Regions from separate parts of the Mus musculus genome. Here regions 1, 3 and 4 are each linked to region 2. The links are chromatin contacts, called in public ChIA-PET and HiChIP or PLAC-seq maps. All regions are on one chromosome and are shown on one strand. Each heading gives the region's core, a stretch centred on a gene start, on an enhancer-like site or on the middle of the called end of the contact. The rest is flanking DNA. Distances are from core to core; before and after follow the strand shown.

Region 1 (3,423 bases), core at 862-3,361, 230 kb after region 2:
TCTCCCACCTTCTGACTCTTTCCCAGAAATCTCTCTATCGCTCCTGGATGTCCCGCCTCCTATTTCCTGTCTTAGCTCATTGGCCATAAGCTTCTTTATTGACAGGTGATGGTTGTAAGAGATTCTTTCTACAGTCAGATTATCCTAAATGTTGTTGGCAGCTATTTTTTGACCAGAAAGAAAACCAGGCTCAGAAATAAGTGAAACTGAAACTGCCGAAGATGAAATGAAAAGAGAGAAGCTGGGCATGGTGGAGCATGCCTGGAATCGCAGAACTTAAGTGGATTTGACAAGAGGCTCACTGCAGGTGTGAGGCCAGGGTGGGATAGAGGGTGAAACCTTGTCTCAGACAAAAAGCAAACAAATGAGAAACAAAAGAGGAGAAAGGGAGAAAGCCAGGATTTTGAAATCCTGACATGATCTCTGAAACAAACCATCCCCGTAGCTCTCCCTCCCTTTCCACATTCCATTCAATGTGCCTCATAGCTACTCCACAGCCATTATGAATTAGCCCCAGAAATCACTAGATAGTCTAGCCTTTTCTTTTGGAGTCGTTTAAGCCTGCTGTCTTAGTTATAGTTTCTATTATTGCAATGAGACACTATGTCTAAATAGCAAATAGGGGAGGAAAGGGTTTATTGGGCTTTGCTTCCATATCACTGTTCATCCTCAAAGGAAGTCAGGACAGGAGCCTGCAGGGCAGGAGCTGATGCAGAAGCCATGGAAGGGTGTTACTTACTGGCTTGCTCCTCATGGTTTTCCCAGTCTGCTTTCTTATAGAACCCAGGACCACCAGTCCAGGGATGGCACTACACACAGTGGGATGGGCATTTCTTCCATCAATCACTAATTAAGATGCCTTACAACTGGATCTTAGGAAGGCATTCTATCAAGCGAGGTTCCCTCCTTTTAGATGGCTTTAGCTTCTGTCATATTGACATAAAGCCAGTCAGTAGATACTTCTCAGGTTCAAATAGAAGATATGTCAGAACCTCTCCAAGAAGTAAAACCTCAGACCCAAATGCAGGCTTCCCCACATCTAGCATTCCTGGAATGTACTATTGCACCACAAAATTGTTCCTAACCTGTAGGCTGAGAGCACCCATAAGAAACCGCACTGCGGTGAAGGGACACTTTAAGGAATCCAGGAAACTGTGTGTACCCACATTGTCTACAGAATAAAGAAATAGATGACTTTTATACACTTTTATCATTAAAATAAAAATGCTGTCTTTATGACTAAGATGTAAACTCATCTGAATATTCTATATATTATATAGTTTCTTAATCACAGATACAGAAAACATGGCAACCACTGGGAAGGGTTTTTAGTTTGTTTGTTGTTGTTATTGTTTTTGTTTTTGCTTAACAGGAGTGATCATGTCCTCTAAATTACTCTCATAAATTACTCTCATAAATCCCGAAGACTTTATAAGGAAAGGTGTGTTGGAATGCAGTCACTCTTCCTTGCCCAGTCTACAGGCCTTTTAAATATCTCAGCAATGAGGTCTTGTGTAGAAGCTCTAGTTCTCTAACCACGCTCTGAATTGTAGGCCTAACCTTACCACCACTATATGCCTAGCCTCACCACAGCTACAGCCATAACTAACTAGAACAGGGGTAGCCAGCTGGCCCAGTCAACCTTTGGCTGGCCCTGACCCACAAGTGGCTTGGCAGATAAAGTTGTCAGTTACATACAAACTGAGCCTCTTGGACTTCTACTGAGCATCTGTTTTGGTTTGGCTCTAATGAACAAATGATAACACTGCACATTTATAGGGTACACTGTGATATTTTAATACATGCATTGTGTAATTATTAAATCAAGATGATTAGTACTTCAACCACTTCTCATTTCTTTGTGGTGAAAACATTTCTTTTTTAAATTCCTCTCTTCTCATTATTTTCAAGTACTTAATGTGACAGTTAATTATCGCCCACTGTACAGCAGAAAAATTAGAAATTACCTTTCCCATCTAATGGCAATGCTGTACCTGATGCCCAATACTTTCCTCAGGCATTTGAAGTCAGATGTAGAGGCATACACTATAGGAAACTAAGCTGACTGTTGGAGGATGTTTATGTGCACTGTGTATCTGAATGCTAATTTCTGTACCCAGAGATCTGGTTGCACTCCAGACTTTGGTTGGTATGACTCAGTATTTTGTAAAACCTGGTGCTTCCTCACCTTCTGGTTGGTTATAAAAGAACTATAACCGGGCAAGAGAGCAAAAGACTGGGCTCCTGTGCATGGAGAAAGGGAGAGGGTCTCACGTGGGGACCAAAGGAGTTGCTATTGGGACACGGATGAAAAGGGAGGTGCCAGGAGAGACTAAGATGGCAGGTAATGGGCCACGGGGCTGGGAAGTAAGCCAGGCCAGCATCGTGTAGTTAAAACAGCTCAGAGTCTGCCCAGCTAGAGCGCCTGAAGCTTAATAAATAGAAAAGTCTCCAAGTCATTATTCAGAGCCAGGGCGGGCATACAAAAGCCCCTACTTTTACAACTGAGTTAGAGAAAAGATGGGAGAAGGGAAAGTTAAGCAAAGAGAAAGCTAGAATCTATGAAAATGGTGAGGTGGTACCAACGTGGCAGCCTCAGTGCTGTGAAAAGATGCTCATGGATGTGCTTGGGCTCCATCTGGACCTACAGAATCGGATCTCCAGAGTACTTGGGTATAGAAAGGATACAAAATGATGGGGGGGGGGGGTTACAAAAGCCATTCAGATACCCTCCAGGAGGGAATCATCATCTCAAGCTACTCTCTCATGGCTCCTTTATGAATTTCATGAAATCTTCTGTCTTACTAAATGTCCCATGTCCACCCTGAGAGTTAGCCCCTTCACATAGCTAAGTGGATTTCCATTCTGTCTAAATTAAAGTATCTAAACAAACAGTAACTCAGAGGGGGATATGTAGAAAAAAAATTTTTTAAAGAAATGTTGTTGAGGCTGCCAGAGAGAGAGAGCCTACAGGAGGTGGGGTTTTCACACTGAGTCATCTTCCAGAAAAGCAGGTTTGCTTTTTGATTTCTCACCAGCAAAGCCTCCTGAGAAGTTGATTTTCTTTGCAGAGTTATTTATAACTGATTTTTTTTAAAAGGAAAAGGAAACCCCAAGATGGTTTTGCATATAGATAAATTAAAGATGGTACATTTCTCTTGGGTTTCTCTAGACACAGAGGACCATGGTTATAAACCCAATAACCCAGGTTATCATATGTTTTTATAATTTGTCAGCTCAAGGGCTTTCCCCACAGTATTGTCTAGAGCCATAGGCATACTCCAGACACTAGGGAAACCTGGATGTAAGTGGTACAATTAAATCCCTCAAATCAACTTTTTTAGCTTGTTTTTAAATTATGACTCTAGGACACTAAGGCATGGTTGGATCATCTCTGATGGAAACAAAAATAAATTTGCATAT
Region 2 (3,444 bases), core at 236-2,735:
GACTATTCATTCAACTTTAGATTCATAATTCAACTATTTAATGACCCTTTTACTCAGGCTTATAAAACTTTACCTGTCCAAAACTTATCCCTCCGTTATGTTCCTCCTAATATTCTCTACTTAAAAAAAAAAAAGTAAGAAAGAAAGAAAGAAAGAAAGAAAGAAAGAAAGAAAGAAAGAAAGAAAGAAAGAAAGAAAAAGAAGAAAAGGAATTTCAGTCAGGCATGGTGACACATACCTTTCATTCCACACCCAGGAAGCAGAGGCAGGCAGATTTCTGAGAATTCCAGGCTAGTTTGATATACATAGCAAGTTGCAAGTCAGCCAGGGCTACATAAAGAGGCCTTGTCTCAAACACGCTGGAGTTTTGTCCAATTCTTCTTTTCCTTTTTGATGCCACATCCAATACAAAGTCTTTTTTATTTTAATAACTTTTTTTAAAAAGATGTGTTTATTTTATGTATGTGAATACACTGCAGCTGTCTTCACACACACCAGAAGAGGGCAGCAGATCCCATTAGAGATGGTTGTGAGCCACCATTTGGTTGCTGTGAATTGAACTCAGGACCTCTGGAAGGGCAGTCAGTGTCCTTAACCACCAAGCCATCTCTCTAGCCCTGATACATAGTCTTGTTTTGTATTTAATACTGATGCAGAATTCAACCACTTAGCATGTTCATGACTACCATGCTGGGCCAATCTTCCAGGATTATTCAAATTTCTTTTGGTTGCTCATATTAAAGTTACATAAGCAACTGCTTCCCTGGCTACTCCCTTAACCGTGCCTATGTCATTGCCTCCAGTGAAACTTCATACTCCACTTGTTAGATTTTGCTCTTTAAGAAAAGAATAGTTCATGTTTTACTTAATTGCTTTGTTTATTCTGGGGTTTTTTTTGTTTGTTTGTTTGTTTGTTTGGTTAGTTGGTTGGTTTTTTTTTCTGGGTAGTATGCTCTGTTGGGACAGTCATTTAGTTAGGTTCACTTTCTTCTTCTCCTTTTTTTCTTGTCTGTCTGTTGAATCTCCCAGGAATCTTTGCTCACTGAGTGGTGATGGCCCCAAGATCGTGTTCCCTGAGATGATTATCTCTGAACATCCAGTTTCCTTATATTTCTTTCATCTACTTCTTCTAGATCTTTCTGCATTTTCAGCTGCTGAATCAAGACTTCAGCGAGAGGCCAGCAAGATTTTTAACTGTCATCTCAATAAGAAGCTCCGTCTTGGGGCCAGTCCCTAAGAGTGTGCTGTCTTAGACACACAGGAAGTCAGTCATCCTGTGCTGATGATTCGTCCCAAGATGACGTTCAGCTGCAGACTGGTGTGGGTAAGGAAAGCCTGTTAACGGGGAGACAAGTGTTCATCTCTTCATTTACTTGGATAGCTGTGATGAGAAGGAAGGCCGCTCAGCGCCATGCGCCATGTGCCACAGCCTGTCTGTCTCGGGATCTTTGCACAGCTGCATGTTTTCCTCTGGGTACTAGCTTACTGACTTCCGCTGCTGACTCATAATTTCTGTTTCCTGTTCAGTTTGCCACTGCTATGGCAAGTCTCGGGGCTTCCTTTTGAGTCAGTTCCCATCCTCTAAACTTCTGAATGGTTCAGCTTCTCTCAAAAATTTGGCCAGCATTGATTTCCCATGGGGCAAGCGTCCACAGGGAGATCTATCTAGTGCGCAACCCATTTTTACCTGGTGCGGTCAGAGCTTGTAGAATGTCTTGCAAAGCAAGACCTGTCCCAAAAGATGTGAGCGGGGCAGGTAGGTGGCGGTCGTCCTCTATTGTCATCTTAGGGCAAATTAGTCCCAGGTCACTTATTCTATGGTTTATTTAACTCACTGGGACATGAACACTGATTGAAAAACCCCATCTTTGTAGTTGCACACACCTTTAATTCCAACACTCAAGAGGCAAAGGCAAAAGGATTTGTGTGAGTTTGAGGCCAGGCTGGTTTACAAACAAGCTCAAGGACAGTCAGGACTACAGAGAGAGAGAGAGAGAGAGAGAGAGAGAGAGAGAGAGAGAGAGAGAGAGAGAGAGAGAGAGAGAGATGCTGTCACAACAAACTAACTACAATGTTAATTAAAATAAAACTGCCATCTTTGATTGCCTTATCCTAGTGCCAAGTGGTGAATGAGTGGACTTAGCACTTAAGTATAACTTTGTGTTCAGAAACCCAGGCGCAAAGCTTGTTCTAGTTTCCTTCAGGTTTCCTATGATGAACAGAAGCCAATGGCTTGAGCTGTGTCAATAATTTTCTTCTTTTCTTTTCTTTCTTTCTTTTTTTTTTCATTGTTATTCCAGTTCAGGACCACAATTTATAACATACCTTGCTCTGTGTATTATCATTTCAGGAAAGAAGATTTCTATCAAACTGCTTTATTTTGAATGTGGAGTTTGATTGGTTGGTTTGGTTTGGTTTGAAGATTGGACTTTACTTTAAGAAAATTCTAGGGGCTGGAGAGATAGCTCAATAGGTAAGAACACTGCCTGCTCTTCCAGGGGACTTGGGCTCATCCCCAGCCCTCACATGGCAACTTATAGCTAACTACAACTGCAGATCCAGGGGATCCAATGTCCTCTTCTAGCCTGTGTGGGCACCAGGCATACCTGTGGTTCCCAGACATTCATGTAGGCAAAACACATGAAAGCATAAAATAATATAAAGCTCTAATTTTTAACTCAAACCTATGCCAGTATTTTCCAGAGTCAGGTGATAGTATCTCAATGAGATGGCACAGAGAAACTTCTAGAATATCGTAATATGGATGGACCCTTGCTCACATCTGGGCTCAGGAAACAACGTGCCATGGTATGGGGGCTCTGAGGTCTGGTGCTGAGGTTGAACTGAAGGCTTTGAAAGGCCGTAGGAGCCATCGCAGAGGGCTCCTGCCTTCCCGGCTGTCATTCTCACTGCCCCCGCCCCTGAAGTAAATCAGAGTAGCAGCGATTCCTGTCCCTAAGCTAGGCCATTGAAACCAGTACCCCTTCCCTCACCCCAAAGCAATCCTACAGTCTAAAACCATTACCATAGCCTTCCTCTATCTTTAGGCATAACAGCTGATCATAAAGAAATTCTCAAAACTACTCTATCTAATAAGAGATGCTCCCAAAGTAGCCTGTCCCGTCCCCAGGAGATGGGATGCCCAGGAGAATCAGGGCAGGAAGCATGCTAGGGTTCCCCACTGGAGTCTACTCATTAGCACAGACCTTTTTCCGGTCTCATTTCTAGTGGCATCATCAAATCTGATTACAAAAGTAATGGCTTTTTCAGGGTCTTTGCAGTCTTCAGTCTCAAGGCTCCTCTGCCACATAAATTGTTGGTTTGAGCCTAGTGAGGTGGCTCAGTGGTTAGGAGCACTTGAGTTTTTTTTTTTTCCCCTCCCAGAGGTTTGATGCCCAGTACCCACGTAAAAATTATTCCTGACTGCAGTGCCAGGGGATCCAG
Region 3 (3,655 bases), core at 606-3,105, 220 kb after region 2:
ATCAAAACTACTTGGAGATTTCATCTCACACCAGTCAGAATGGACAAGATCAATAAAACAGAATGACAGCTCATGCCAGCAAATATGTGGAGTGCTGATGGGAGTGCAAACTTGTCCAGCCATTATGAAAATCCGTGTGACAGTTCCTCAGGATTCTGAGACGAGACTTACCTGAAGATCCAGCTATACTAAGGCTTAGGCATACACCCAAAGGGCTCTCCATCCTACTGCCGAGATGCTTGCTGACTCATGTTAGTGCTGCTCTGTTCATAATAGTCAGAAATTCAAAGCAGCCTAGATCCTCATCAGGGGATGAATAGACATGCCACATTTACACGATGGAATATTGCTCACGGTTAATAAAACGTAGACATAGATTTACATGTCAATAGAAGTAGAAAGAAAATCACCCCAAGAGAGGTAACCTAGACCCAAAAAAGATGAGTATGGTATATATTAGCTTATATATGGAAGTTAGCAGTTAAGTATTCGATAAGCAGGCTGCAATCCATATAACCATAGAGGTTAGGTATACAATAAGGGATTGGGGAGGGATCTCCTGAGGAAGGGGAAATATAATATATAGTTGTGGGTGAATGAGGTGCAGAGTACTGTTACAGGAGGATTAAACCAGAGAAGGAGGGAAGGGGTTAAAGGAGGGGGTACAGGAAAGGACAGCTAACACTAAGAGCCACTTGAGGGGTCACATGTAAACCTACTACAGTAGAAGCTGAAAATATACACATATATTTAAGAAGTCTGAATAAAATCACCGAATAATTTATGTACTCTGGGTTTGTTGTTGTTGTTGTTGTTGGGGTTTTTTTTGTTGTTGTTTGTTTTTTTTCAAGACAGGGTTTCTCTGTAGTCTTGGTTGTCCTGGAACTCACTCTGTAGAGTTCTGGGATTAAAGTGCTGGGATTAAAGGCATGAGCCACCATGCCAGGCAAGATTTATTTATTTATTTATTTATTTATTTATTTATTTATTTATTTATTATATGTAAGTATACTGTAGCTGTCCTCAGATACTCCAGAAGAGGGCATCAGATTTCGTTACAGATGGTTTGTGAGCCAACATGGTTGCTGGGATTTGAACTCGGGACCTTCGGGAGAGCAGTCGGCGCTCTTAACCACTGAGCCATCTCTAGTCTCTCAGTTCCCAAATCCCATACACACTGGTAGCCAGCATCTTTACAGAATATCCACATCTGACATCCACTTTCACCTTATAGTAAAAGGCAAACCTTTACCTACCCGAATTTCACATTACATTTTATTCTTGATATAAATCATGTAACACATGAACTTTGTGAGTGAATTAATTAACTTTATCAGTTTATATCACACCATGTATATTAATTATAACCCAAACTGTAATTTCATAGCTGGTATAATTATGAGTGGATCCTGTAGCTTTGTTGATCCCAAAATAAAACTGCATCACAATTTAAAATCGTACAAATTTAATCTTCACACAAACACACACACATGCAAATTAGTCTGCAAAATAGGAGAGCACAAACCAAAATGTTAGGAACCTGGTTCACAACGTTACCACACTGTTTATAAACCAAGGAAATGGTTTGACCTTTTTCATGATTGGTTCTCGCACATTAGAACTCTTTGAGACCAACTGACTTGTTAAAGCTGATTTGTCTTCGACCCTTTTGGTTTAATCTCATAAAATCGCTCTGACAAGGACACAGAATGTCTGCTTTGTGTTTTGCTCATGGGTAGAGATTATATTGGGGGGAAAGCAGGATGACTTGAGTTTTGGGGTATGTGGCTATGGGCTGTATAAGTGAACAGCCTTGGGATATATCACAGATGTGGCTTCCTCTGTATTTAGCTCCTCCCTCGCCTCAGTGCTAGAGAGACCCAGTGTTTTGGGTGTGTTACATAAGTGTTCTACCACAGAACTGTGTCCTCTCACAATTTTTGCTTTTTACATTCATGTGTGCATATATGTGCACATCCTGCAGCTCGCACATGAAGGTCAGATGACAACCTTCAGGAGTCAGTTCTCTCCATCCACCCTGTGGGTCCCGGGATCGAACTCTGGTTGCCCTTCCTCTGGGCAAGCACCTTTGCCTGCTGAGCTATTTTGCCAGCCTTAGTGTGGTATGCATGTTGGGGTCCAGCTGTGGTTCCTCCATTTCCTCGCTCTCAGCGTGTCCAGACACGGCTTCACACCAGGCTGGAAGGATTAAATGGAGTTCAGAATGGGCTCTGCAGGTCCACTGAGAGTGAGTACAGGGAGCTGGGCTTCTCCAAGGATCTCAGTGTTACAGCTAGCTCGTTTAGACAAAGGCCTTCTCCACCCATCTAAGAAGAAACAGCTAAGATGATCTCAGCTCATGCATATACCTTTATTCAAGGTGAGCTTGTACACGTACAGTTATTTGGGGTAAGCCAGGGCTATATTTATGAACCTCAGAGAGTGAGAAAGGTTCTTCTTAGGGTGAAGTTTCATCGGCTGAGGCTGGGGAATACCTTTACATGGAGAGGCATTCCAAGAAGTTGAACCTGTAATTTCACCAAGGATGATGTGACATTCCTCAGGTTAAGTGTGGGTTGGGCTCCCCAGATCAGATGGAGAAGAAGAAGTCCCACTAAGAAAAGGGAGTGTTCTGTCTTGCATTGACTCAGGAAACCTGTCTGGACATGGTAGGACACAACCTTATTAGCAAGGTGCAACAACCTAGTATCTATTTTAAGATTCTTTCTTTAATTTCTAAAAACCCTGGCATGTATACTAATTTAAAGAAGACTAATCTTGAGAACTCCCTTCCTTAACTTGGTTGGGCACTTCCTTTTAACTAGCATATAAGTTACTCAATTAAGATGTACCCGCAAAAACGTACACTGTGCCAAGAAAGGGGCAGAAAATACATAAAGAAACTGAAAGCATTTGCCTTGACACAAATAACACGAACCTGCCACTGGTCAGGTTGGGTCAGAAAGGACTTCCCCTTCAGTGCCTGGTGGGACTTGGTTACCCTCCTGCCTTCCAGAGCCATCAACAGCACACCCTCCCCGCTAGCACAGTCCCTGAGGTCAGTCCCTGCATGGTCCTCTCTGGGAACAAGAACCTCGGAAGATTACGGGAAATACATGCAAACAGTGAGAGGAAGAAGTTCAGTGAAGTGCTCAGAAAGCTGAAAGGAGCAAGAAGGAGAAAGGAGAGAATTAACCTCATGCCAAATATTCCTCCCAATTTACCTTCTTTGTGAAGAGAAGAGATCGGCAAGGGGGGGGGGGGGTTAGAAAAGGAGGGGGAGTGGCTCCCCCCCCCTGCCTCCCATGCCCTCTTCCAGCCAGCACCTCACTGGCCCTGCCCAGCTTCTCAGCCTAGGAGTAGGGAGGCTGAGAAGACCTGCTCTCTCTGTCTTGCTGGTGACACAGTCCTGAAGCCAGGATGACAGGAAGACGGGGTAAATGGAGAAAATGAGAAAGAGAGAGAGGAGAGAGGGGCGGGGGCAGGACGAGGTAAGGCAAGGAATAGGAAGGGAAAGCAAAGGAAAAGAAGGAAGAAGGAAATGAAAGGTGGAAACAGGAGAAAGGAAGGAAGGAAGGAAGGAAGGAAGGAAGGAAGGAAGGAAGGAAGGAAGGAAGGAAGGAAGGAAGGAGTAGCAAACTGGTAGCGAAGAGAG
Region 4 (3,897 bases), core at 355-2,854, 180 kb after region 2:
TCTACATAGAGGATGGCTTTGAAAACTGTTAAGAAGCAAATATAACGATTCTAACGATTCTCATCTACTTACATTAAAATGTACATTTTTTTCCCCTGAAAAACTACCTGAGAAGAAAAAAGTTTAAAAGCTGCCCAAATAAATGTCAGGCATCCTGTGGTAAGAAGGGAAAATCCTGTCACACCTTAGCTATTACCTGCATTCCTCCCTTCTAAAGGATCATTCAAGCGCTCATGAAATTATCAGGGCTTCTTCAGAAAAACAAATGTGAAACAATTATACAAGGGACAGGAAAAGAAAGAAAGAAAGAAAGAAAGAAAGAAAGAAAGAAAGAAAGAAAGAAAGAAAGAAAGAAAGAAAGAGAAAAGAAGGAAAGGAAGAAAAGGAAGAAAAGAGAGAAAGAAAGAGAGAGAAAAAAAAGAAAAAGACACCCAAACACTTCAGGTTGGGAACGGAAGTCAAGTTCAGATTCTCTTCCTTCCTCGAGCAAGACAAGAGAATTAAATGAACACCACACACACACACACACACACACACACACACACACACACACACTCTCTCTCTCTCTCTCTCTCTCTCTCTCTCTCTCTCTCTCTCTCTCTCTCTCTCTCTCTCTCTCCACCTGTGGCAATCAGGCAACAGGCCTACATCTGCTGGGAATTGCAGCTTTTCTTCTTTGGGGGCAATGGTGGGTGGGTGGGTCGCGGTGAGCAGGGAAGTTTCCAATCGGATCATTCTAACTTGGGCTCCTTTTCCTGCTTGCCCGCTGCCTCGCTCCCACCAACCCGGGACATTTCAGACTCAGCCCGCGCGGGCACCACGGGGAGCAGGCACCAACCGGAGCGCCGCCGCGGGGCCCGCAGCCCCGGTCCACGCCGCTCCGCGTGGGGACCACGAAAGGAAAGGCAGCGCGGGGCGGTGGGGCGGGGCGAGCACTTCCTGACTCGCATTGTCCACGCGCCGCCCGCGCCACCCAGGGCCCCGCCACCGCGCCCGCCCGCCCGTCGGTGAGGAAGTTGGCGCTCGCCCCGCCGCTGTCGTCTTACCATTCTTAGCGTCTCCCGCGGCTGCAGCCCCCGCAGCGACGGTGGCGTTGGCGGCGCCCGTGCCCGCACCTCCCGGGCCCGCCGCGCCGCCGGTGCCCACCGCGCCGGGCGACGCCGCCCCGCAGCCCGCCGCCGCCGCCGCCAGGGCCCCTCCGGCCGCCGCGCCTGTCGCACCCGCCGCCGCCAAGGCCCCGGCTCCATTTTCCTGCTCGTCCCCGCTGCTGTTGGCGCGCTTGTTTTTGCGGCCGCCTTTGCTGTTCTTGGGGTTGGGCATCTCCCCGGCCCGCTCGCGGGTGTCCCGGTCCCCGGCGCCCACGAAGGCGGCTCCCCCGCCGCACCGGGGCGGCCACGGAGAGCGCGGGCCGGCCGCTCTTCCTCAGGCGCCCGCCCCGCCGCGCGGCCCTCGCCGCGACATTCCGGCCGCCGCGCCCTCCGCGGCAGAAGCCGGCGCGGCCACGCGCGGCCACCCGAGGCTCGCAGCCGCGCGGGCGCAACGGGCCCCCGAGCAGAGCGAGACGCGGAGGAGCCCGAGGGAAAAGGCGGGTCTCGGGCTTGTTTTGATTCGGCTGCGCTGACACGCTCCAGGCCCGCCCCCGCCCGTGACGACACTGGGGCTTGAGCCCGGCCCCGCCCACCCAGTGACCTCACGGCAACTCGCTCCGCCCCCGTGACGTCACGCTCGGCGCTCAGCCCTCGGCTCTGGGTGACGTCATCCAGGCGCCTTCTTGGGAGAGGGAGGCTGGCGGGCTTCCCGCGTGTGCTGACAGCCACGACTGGGAGCCAGGCAGTGTTCGTGAAGTTGTTAACTGGCCTTCTGACCTTACTGGAGCTAAACCTGACAACGTGGTCTGGAAAAACAAACAGGTGACTAGAACAGGAGAGCAAAACAAAGGGTTTCGGATTAATAATTCGCTCAATGGCTCTGCGGCTCAACAATGGTAAGATAGGAGTTTCTGGAGAGTGCAGTTGAGCTCCTGTATGGGAATTCTTCAGTCTCGTGGTGGAAAGCTTATTTAGCCCAGACCTACCAACCAGAGACCCAAGGGTTCTGTCGGTTCTGTCAGAAGCAGAGCCAGCCAGGAGGAGCCAGGCTGCACAAAGAAGACTGAGTTGTCTGGAGAGAACGGCCGGGTTGTGAGGAGGACATCAGAGGTGAAGAAGTGAGGGCACAGCCATGCTCAGCAGTAGATGGCCAACACAAAAGAGACTCAGTTGAATCTTAAGAGGTTCTTTGTCTCAGAATGTTTTGTCAGGGATATATATATATATATGTGTAATCTTTTTAGGTCTTTTGTATAGACATATGGCTTCCAGTTTTCTGTTTTTTGTGGAATTCCTCACTGAACGAATACATCTATATGACTTTCTCATGCTTTTTCATTTGTTTGTTTTGTCCTATATTGTGTGTTTGTTTTCATCTTATCTATTTTATTATTATTTAGATGCATATTTGTTTTCTAAGAAGAGGCAGGAAAGCTGTGGATTCGGCTGGGAAGGGAGGTGGAGAGGATCTTGGCAGAGCTGGAGAAGGGGAAAGAAGAGCAGAATATAGTGTATTAAAAATCTATTATTAAAGAAGAAAAACGGAAAGAAAGAAAAAGAGATGAGAGCACAGGGTTCCTGGGAAGAGTTTGATGTAATCTCCTTTTCTGCACTCTCTTCTGCCCCTTTCAAAGACCCGCTCCTTTCCACCCTTCTGATCTCAGCTCATTTCTTCAGAATGATCCCATACCTTACCAGAAGAGCTGTCCCGAGTATCACAGTTTATTTCTCCTGTCTACCTCTGATTACGTTGGCAATGTATATGCTTAAATAATTTTCCTCTGTTCCCTCGCATGAAACAGCCATATTTTTATCTTGGGTGCCGTAAGAAACAACTGAACTGATCTTGGTGAATGTATAAATGACATTCTTGATCCATGACTACAGAAAAACACTGAACTCGTTTACAGTGTCTTCTTCCTATGGCGTGATCTTTAATCGACTGGACTGTTGAGGCAAGGCACTGTGGCTAGGTTGAAGGGTCTAGAAAGATGGCCAAGGAATTGCTCAGAGAAGAGCCATCCACATGACTTCCTAGCCAGGATTCTGATGGGCAGAGCCTGGAGCAACACTGTATTCTTGAGAGCAATTGCTAGTTGGACGCAGTACACTATATGTTAAAGGAAAGTAATTCTTTAGAAGGCCCAAATGATAGCTAAGATAGATAGGGAAGGAAGGAGGGAGAGGTGGAAGAGAGATGTGTGTGCTGGAGATTAGTATCAGGTGTCTTCCTTTATTCCTCTCCACCTTATTTTTTGGAGGCAGGGTCTCTTATGGACCTGGAGCTCACGGACATATTAGATGACCAGCTGGTGAGTTCCAGGGATCCACTTTTCTCTGCCTCCCAGCTCTGGGACTATAGATATGTGTGTCTGTGCACAGTTTTTACATGGGTCACATAAAGTTCTTAAGTTGGTACAAAGAGCACTTTACCAATTTAAGTATCTCCCCAGCTAGAGAATAGCTATTTTGTGCTTATGATGTGTTTATGTCTTATATTCACACATTGTGCGCACATACACACACCCTGTATCAGTAGAACAGGGCAGGTTGTGTTTCTAACTCTGCAGTCTAATATAAAGCCTTCTCCACTATCATGTTTAGTACAAATTTTTCAAATGTGTGAAATATACCTAAAGGATTCTTCTGCCTGTATTTCTTCTGAACCTTAATATCTCCACTAAGCCATTAATAACTTACCAAGTCTTCTCTGGTAACCCAAAGTTAGGCTTGCCTCCATGGACCCTCATACCTTTTCACCAAAAAGGCTTACATTACACACTTAGGATGAAGTTATTCACTCACTTGT

The links. ChIA-PET counts read pairs in DNA pulled down with a chosen protein or histone mark. HiChIP or PLAC-seq counts read pairs in DNA pulled down with a chosen protein or histone mark.
Region 1: a BATF HiChIP or PLAC-seq map of CD8 T cells shows a contact between it and region 2, with 6 read pairs. The contact joins two enhancer-like sites. A contact is called at or near these places in 1 of 15 datasets of contacts at CTCF or cohesin (CD8 T cells), 2 of 115 datasets of contacts at active chromatin or transcription factors (CD8 T cells and effector CD8 T cells) and 2 of 9 other capture datasets (adipose tissue and liver).
Region 3: a BATF HiChIP or PLAC-seq map of CD8 T cells shows a contact between it and region 2, with 7 read pairs. The contact joins two enhancer-like sites. A contact is called at or near these places in 3 of 115 datasets of contacts at active chromatin or transcription factors (CD8 T cells, effector CD8 T cells and memory CD8 T cells).
Region 4: a contact with region 2 is called in an RNA polymerase II ChIA-PET map of effector CD8 T cells, with 32 read pairs. The contact joins the promoter of Heca here to the enhancer-like site in region 2. A contact is called at or near these places in 2 of 39 promoter capture datasets (the 3T3-L1 cell line and neutrophils), 1 of 484 Hi-C or Micro-C datasets (CD4 T cells), 6 of 115 datasets of contacts at active chromatin or transcription factors (the 230-238 cell line, effector CD8 T cells, extraembryonic endoderm stem cells and 3 more) and 1 of 9 other capture datasets (adipose tissue).

The regions. Positions count from the first base shown.
Region 1 is chr10:18,005,305-18,008,727 of GRCm38.p6, forward strand. No RefSeq gene overlaps it. Among named protein-coding and RNA genes, the nearest start is that of Abracl, 16 kb to the right of the region's middle. Within about 2 kb of position 2,112, at least 24 of the 459 cell types and tissues checked have an H3K27ac peak or open chromatin away from gene starts, as enhancers often do. A contact at or near this core is called in CD8 T cells and effector CD8 T cells, where this site is marked.
Region 2 is chr10:17,771,171-17,774,614 of GRCm38.p6, forward strand. No RefSeq gene overlaps it. Among named protein-coding and RNA genes, the nearest start is that of Txlnb, 23 kb to the right of the region's middle. Within about 2 kb of position 1,486, at least 126 of the 459 cell types and tissues checked have an H3K27ac peak or open chromatin away from gene starts, as enhancers often do. A contact at or near this core is called in the 230-238 cell line, CD8 T cells, adipose tissue and 4 more, where this site is marked.
Region 3 is chr10:17,986,371-17,990,025 of GRCm38.p6, forward strand. No RefSeq gene overlaps it. Among named protein-coding and RNA genes, the nearest start is that of Abracl, 35 kb to the right of the region's middle. Within about 2 kb of position 1,856, at least 75 of the 459 cell types and tissues checked have an H3K27ac peak or open chromatin away from gene starts, as enhancers often do. A contact at or near this core is called in CD8 T cells, effector CD8 T cells and memory CD8 T cells, where this site is marked.
Region 4 is chr10:17,946,463-17,950,359 of GRCm38.p6, forward strand. It overlaps Heca (hdc homolog, cell cycle regulator), which reads right to left and starts at 1,605. Exons shown (of 4, transcript NM_001033432.3): 1 at 1,047-1,605. The coding sequence starts at 1,320.